2 separate regions of the Mus musculus genome follow, and region 2 is linked to region 1. The links are chromatin contacts, called in public HiChIP or PLAC-seq maps. All regions are on one chromosome and are shown on one strand. The core of a region is the stretch at or near the end of the contact, and the rest is flanking DNA. Distances in the headings are between cores, read along the strand shown. Region 1 holds the start of Rps6ka3 (ribosomal protein S6 kinase polypeptide 3). Region 2 has its middle 110 kb from the start of Rps6ka3.

The links. HiChIP or PLAC-seq counts read pairs in DNA pulled down with a chosen protein or histone mark.
Region 2: an H3K4me3 HiChIP or PLAC-seq map of bone marrow-derived macrophages shows a contact between it and region 1, with 2.9 times the contacts expected there. The contact joins the enhancer-like site here to the promoter of Rps6ka3 in region 1. A contact is called at or near these places in 12 of 484 Hi-C or Micro-C datasets (the N1E-115 cell line, adipose-derived mesenchymal stem cells, bone marrow-derived macrophages and 7 more), 4 of 115 datasets of contacts at active chromatin or transcription factors (the SCID.adh cell line, bone marrow-derived dendritic cells, bone marrow-derived macrophages and 1 more) and 2 of 9 other capture datasets (adipose tissue and liver).

Annotation. Positions count from the first base shown.
Region 1 is chrX:159,254,220-159,257,507 of GRCm38.p6, reverse strand. Rps6ka3 (ribosomal protein S6 kinase polypeptide 3) reads right to left here and starts at 1,726. Exons shown (of 22, transcript NM_148945.2): 1 at 1,320-1,726. The coding sequence starts at 1,388.
Region 2 is chrX:159,143,304-159,146,591 of GRCm38.p6, reverse strand. No RefSeq gene overlaps it. Among named protein-coding and RNA genes, the nearest start is that of Rps6ka3, 110 kb to the left of the region's middle. Within about 2 kb of position 1,716, at least 29 of the 459 cell types and tissues checked have an H3K27ac peak or open chromatin away from gene starts, as enhancers often do. A contact at or near this core is called in the N1E-115 cell line, adipose tissue and bone marrow-derived macrophages, where this site is marked.

The DNA of each region.
Region 1 (3,288 bases), core at 477-2,976:
GTGACAGGGGAGAAAAATTAGAAAAAACGATCTGAACGGATTCCTCCCTCCCCCTCTCCCCCCTCCCAGAGAATGTCAGCGTCCCGCATCTCACACCAAACTGAGCCCGAGTTTTACTGACGTAACCAGTAACCCTACCCACCTCTCACACTGCGGAGGCCGATGGGGGCAGTGGCTGCCGCCAAGTACACCACTCATCAGAGCCTGCCCCATTCCACCCCCGCGTTTCAGTCATGCTTTCCAGAAATGGGGTCACTCGCTCAGTAACTATTACACACACCCAGCCTATCATTCTGTAATCCCCTAAAGTCCGCTGCGAGGATAGAATTCAGCGAAAAGTCAAGAAAGAGGAATCACAGACGCGCCACCATCAGGAACTGATTTTCCACTCTGGAGAGGAGCGCTGATACCCTGGAATGGATCTTGTCTGCATTATTTTTTTAGATCGCCAGTTGATTCTGGGACAGTGGCGGCTGTGAAAAGCTCGGTGCTGGGATGTGTCCGCGGAAATTCTGTTTTGCCTTGTTTGGGTATACTGTTTGGGTTTCTGACACTGGGGTGGGTATCTCAGGGCCGATCATCAGATCCCGGGAGAGGAAAATCAGATAGCCCTTTTACAGCGTCCGCTGATCTCCTTGAATTTCACCCGCTCACCTCCATGGACAGGAAGCAAAAGTTATACTGGGGTCTTCCAACTCAGTGACCTCAAAACCTAGGAGTAGGGGACCTAAGGCGCTCCGTTTTTCTTTTGCAGCAGCGGCAGAGAGCGCTGCGGCAGACTGACCGGGGTGTGGGGGGATCCCTCAGTCCTGGACCCCTTACTCAAAACCCTCCCGGCTTGGCTCGCCCACCTTGCCCTGTGGGCGCCCGTCTCCCTGTAGCAAACCCCTCCGGCGGCCAGACTGAAGTCTTGGCTCCTGGTGAACCGAATCCAAAGTCTCTAAGATTCCGGAGAAGACCCTAGAGCCGGCAGGGCCAAACTTCCCAACTCCCCGCCGCCGGCTCCTGCTTTGCCTCCTGCTTCCCCCACGCAAAGTTGATTAAAACAGGCTCTTTGCAAAGCCTCAGCGCCCACTCCAAACCCCACGCGCCGCCACACCGGCACCCCCCAACCCCAAAAGCAGGGAGAGGCGAGGGTGCGGGAAGGAGACACAGACAGATCGGCAAAGCCCAACGACCCAAAGCAGAATCTCGCCCCGGGAACAAGATGTGAGCCGGCGGCGGAGGTGGTCTAAGGGGGGCAGCTCCGGGGAAGAGAGCTAGCGCCGGCGGGGGCGTGGGGAAGGGGCGCGCCTGCCCTGCCGCACGGCTGCACTCACCTCCGCGCTGTCGGAAGGGCTCTCCACAGCCATCTTCTGCCACGGGTCCGCCAGCTGCGCCAGCGGCATCTTTCCCCCCCTCCCCGGCCCGCCGCCGCCTTCACCGCCTCCTCCCTCCCCACCCGCCCCACAGCCGGCTCGGCTCCTTAGCCACTCGAGCTCCAAGGCAGAGCCGAGAAGCAGCAGCCGGGCAGCCGCGGCTCCCCCGAGAGCGAGCTCGACGCCGACGCCGACGCCGACCACCCGAACGCCCAGCGCCTAGCCACAGCCGCCCGCACTCCAAGCGAGAGCCTTGCGCCGCCGCCAGGCACCAGGGCTCGCCCCTTTCTTCCTCTCCTCCTTCCGCCGCCCGGACTACGGCTCCGCCCCCCGCCTCCCCTCCCCGCCGCTTCCCGCGCCCGATCCCAGCAGAACAGCGACGGCCGCGCGCTCCCCCACTTCCGCTCACAACATGGCGTCTAAGCGATACCTGTCTCTCTAGAGCGAGGCTGGGCGGCCTCCGCCACCACCGCGCGCACCCAGGGGCGGGGCCAGTGCCGGACACGCCCCCTGGCTGGCCGCTCGGCGCCGCCCCTTTTCCACCTCCTACCCCTTCCTCCTCCTCCTCCTCCTCCTCCTCCTCCTCCTCCTCCTCCTCCTCCTCCACCTCCTCTCTCTAGCCTCAGCTTCTGGGCCTCGCCTACTTTCAGGAAGGGCGAGCCCAAAAAATTTGGGGGCGTTGGCGGGAGATGGGGTGGGGAGAGAAATGGGCTCTGCGGGGCGGACGAGGTGCCTTTGACTGCCACGAGTCCTAACAGCTCGGAGACTAGTTGAGAATAGGAGAGCAGAGGGGTTCGCGCTCAGCTGGTGAAGCTGGGCAAGGCGCTGGGGGCGCAGTCCGGTGGTAGCAGCCCCAGGCGGAGGCAGGAGGTGTCTTTTCGGCCTTTCTCCTCCAGGGGTGCGCGTGGGCGCGCCTAGGCTATGGGCACATCCCCTCCTGGCCCAAGACTCTCCTCCTTCAGGGTCACAAGCTGGGTATTCATTCACCTGACCCCTTTTCTCCTGCTTGGACGGGGACTCAAGAGGCTTCTTTCCCGGGAGCTAGCCACACATACGTACGTTCGGCTCCCAATTTGATTCAAAGCTTTTCGAGTTGACTCTCGTGTTCAATGTTTAGTACTTTGGAAATTTTTCGTCCCACCCTACCTCCGCCCTAATAACCCTTCCCAAGTGCATAGAGCCCTCGAGTTTCGGCCCAGACTGTCACACTCCTCCCTTGCTACCTAAAGCTTAAAAGAAAACAGGTTCCTTAAGGTTGCCCTTCTTGGCAGAGATTAAGGAGTTAGTAAAAATATCTTCTAGGCAGGAGCGCGGGGTTCCTGCTTCTCCGTTGACTTTAAATAAAAGATTAGATTTTTTTTTTTAAATCAAGCTGGTCGTAGGCGGAGGAGAAAGGGAGGGGAGGTTGTGACTCCTCCTCCTGCCCGAGAAGAGGAAGCCCTAGGTTAAGGGAACCCAATCCTCAGTCGGCAACGGAGCCACAGAATTCTAAGAGTTCGAGAATTAATGGCTGGGCGCTCTGAGTGGATTCCGGGAAGGCTCAGTCCTGGGTTCTCGAGCCCGCTGCTTAGATGCGCTGAGTATGTCTGGGATGTGTAAAAGTCGCTGGGCTGAGTGGAAAGCTACTGCAGCCCCTGGCTAACCGCCCTGCATCGGAAAGAAACACACACACACACACACACACACACACACACACACACACACACACACACACACACACACACACACACATCTCAGGCCAGCTTGTCTACCCAGTCCACATATCTCAGGCCAGCTTGTCTCCCCAGTCCCCAAGGCCTGGAGGGAGGCATCTCTAGCCTCCCACGCTTGGCTACCACAGCGCGTCCCCCCGCTGCGCTCTCCCTGCATGCCTTTTAACAGTTTCCTTTAATCATCCCAGGATCCAGACACCTGGAGTGTCCCCGCCTCA
Region 2 (3,288 bases), core at 467-2,966, 110 kb after region 1:
CATGTTCCTTCTTTGATGATAATGGACTGAACCCCTGAACCTGTAAGCAGCCCCAATTAAATGTTGTCCTTGTAAGACTTACCTTCATAGCAGCAAAACCCTAACTATGACAGTGGCTTTCATAGGAAGTCTAAAATTATAGTGTAATTATTCTGACTTTGTTTTCTTACTAAGTCCTTTCCATTTCCATAGAAATTTTGGGATCAGCTCACCAGATTCTAAAAGAGAAGGGGTTGTTTGGATTTTGATTGTTAGTGCATCAAATATATACACCAATATGGGGAAAACCACATGTTAACAAGATTCAGTTTTCAGTTCCATGTATGGTGTGTCTTCCCAGCCACTTGGCCCATCTTTAACATATAGTTTTCAGTGTACATCCACTGCACAAATTTGTCCAATTTATCCACAAGTGCTTCATATTGTATGCTGTTATAAGTGGTGATGCTTTGAATTTACCTTTTATGTGTAGAGCTTTTTTGCGTGCATGTATGCCTGTACATCATGTGAGCACGTGGTGCCCACAGAGGTCAGAATTAGAGATGGTTGTGAACCCCAACAGTGTGAGCCACATTGTTAACTAGGTACTAGAAACCTGAAAGCAGAAAAGAGACACTAAAAACCTGGCGTAGTGGCACATACCTGTAATTCCAGCACTTTGGAGGTGGAGACATGATAATCCTGAATTTGAGGTCAGTGTAGATTATACATAGCAAGACCCTGTCTCAAAACCCCAAAGCTACAGGGCTGGAAAGTTGGCTCTGCAGTTAATAACACTTCCTGATTTTGTAGAGAACCCAGGTTTGGTTACCAGTACCAACTTGGTTTACAGCAATCCTTAACTCTAGAGTCAAGAACCCAGTGCCTTCCCTTGGCCTCAGTGGGTACCAGGTCACCACATGGTGCGCAGATATAAGTGCAGGTAAAACACCCACTGCCGGGCATGTGACTTGGTGGCAGAGATCTTGCCTAGCGCAAGCAATGTCCTGGTTTTCACCCCAAGCATTCAAAAAGGACACACCCAGAGCAACAGAAAATCAAAGGGAAGGTTTGGAATTTTTAAAACGTAAAGGCTTGAAGGAAAGGCCCCCATGAGTCATGCACTTGAACCTCTGAGGAAAGTGAGAGCTGATTGGCTGGCACTAGTGTCTTTGAGCTTAAAGGAGGCGTGATGATCTCGTTCTGCAAGTGTTGGGAAGATTGCAATCTTGAATCTACTGCTACTGCTGGCATGAGTCACCACCTCCGGGGTGAAGAAGTATTGCCAAACTAATCTGACAACCAGAGGAAGTAAATACAAGGAAGAATTGACCTTGATTTCTTTTCCAGACTTCTAGACTTCCAGTTTGCTTCTAGAATTTTCCATTGACAGGGTCAATATAGGAGATGGTAGTGCAAGAAAATTTTGGGTTATAGAATCTCAGCTTCAGCCTGACAAAGTATGATAAAGAGATTGGGCTTGATGTTGTGGGAAAATAGCTTCACAACTGATACTCTTACAGTTTATGATTTGAGGGAGAGACTGTATTTTATTTCTGCAAAAGGTATCTAGAGTGTGAATTGGCGGGCCATTAGAATGATTTTGAATCTTGAGAAAATGATACCAAAATTTAGGAAGTATCAAGTAAATATTTGTGACTGTAATAGCACTGCTTGAGAGGCCAGGGTCGGAAGTAGCCAATGTGCAGGGAAATTTGGATCAGTAGAGACATCTTAAGTCGGTTTCCCTTTCATAACTTGGCTATGTTCCCCATTGCTTAGCTTTCCTCTCACTTGTCTAGCTTATAAGTCTCCAGACTTCCCTTTTAGATACTAATGATTCAGTAGCCCACAGACATTTGTTCTGGCTACTTGAATTCAAACACTAAAGCTTAAGATAGCATGCCTGTCAATTTTCCAACAATAGTATTTTTATTTATTATTTGAGATTTTCATAGGTATATACAATGTCCTTTAATAATATCTTTAATCATATCTAACTCCCTGACTCTGGTTCCTCTTAGGTGCTTTTTATATCCCCTTTCTAACTTCATGTCTTTTCTTTTTGATACTCCACTAAGTCTACTTGGCCCCTATGTGTATGAATATAGAAACATCCACTGGAGCATGTGCTACCTACCAGTGACCATCCTTCAAAGAAAGTGGTTTTCCCTCCCTCAGTAGCCATCAAGCCAATAGCTCCTCAGGTAGAGGTGGGACTTTGAGTGCTCCTCCATCTAATGCACATGAATTTTAACAAATGGACAAAACGTTACTTTGGGCCTTTTCCTTTTTGTGGGTACGCTAATGTGTGGTTACATATATGTGTGCACATGTATGCAGAGCCTGGAGGGCAACCTCAGATGTCATTCTTCAGGGACTGGCTACTTTGTGAAAGGTTAATTTCACAAATAATAAAATTACTTACTCTGAGTGTTGGAGGCATATGGTTTTAACTTTTTTTTATATTTTTGTATTTTTTCTCAAAAGTATGAAAAGTTTTCATTTGAAATTACTTTTAAAACCCCATTAAGTAGAAATGAGGTAAATATCCATATTTCCTTATTTTTTCTTCTATAAAAAGATACATGTAAACTCAAAAATATCAGAAAATAATCAGATATGGGAAGTAAGGCTTATATCCACTCTTTTTGTTACAAATAACCACTTTTCTCAGTATCTAATTTCCTAGCCTTATCTCAATTACCAGTTGTATTAGTTTTTAAGTTAGCTTTTGAAAGTTGTTCTGAATTTCTGGTGTTTAATGCATATCTTAATAATAATGGGTCCAGTCAGAACTACAAATGATTTTAAACCTCAAGTTCCAAATATTTCTTTACTCCAGTGTCTTTGTATGGGAGGTGGGCTGCCCCCAGGAAGCCAGCCTGAAGGTTTGCTATGTGGACGTTTTTATTACATGTGTCTTGGGGGCCAGCACCTATGGGAAGGAGGAGACAACAGCGGGAGTAGTCAGAGGTGGGAGGATGGGGACCTATGTGACTAGGGTGACACATCAAACCTGTCAACTGTTGAACCTAAGCGGTCATGATTTTATGTCCCTGCCTTTTCACTTTGTTGGCTAACCAGGAAGGCATGTGCTGTGGAGCATAGGAGCCCTTTAGAGCTGAGAGTGTCCTTGAGGAACTCACAGCTAGGGGCTGCCTGGCACCACACCCTCAGTAGTGATGGCGATGACCCCAGGGTTTTCTATCTCCATTCCATGCCCAAGTATTCAAGAAACTTGCTCTATGTCTCAGATTGTGCAGGCCTTCTTCTCATTGCTCTACCACACACTTCTCATCGCACTTG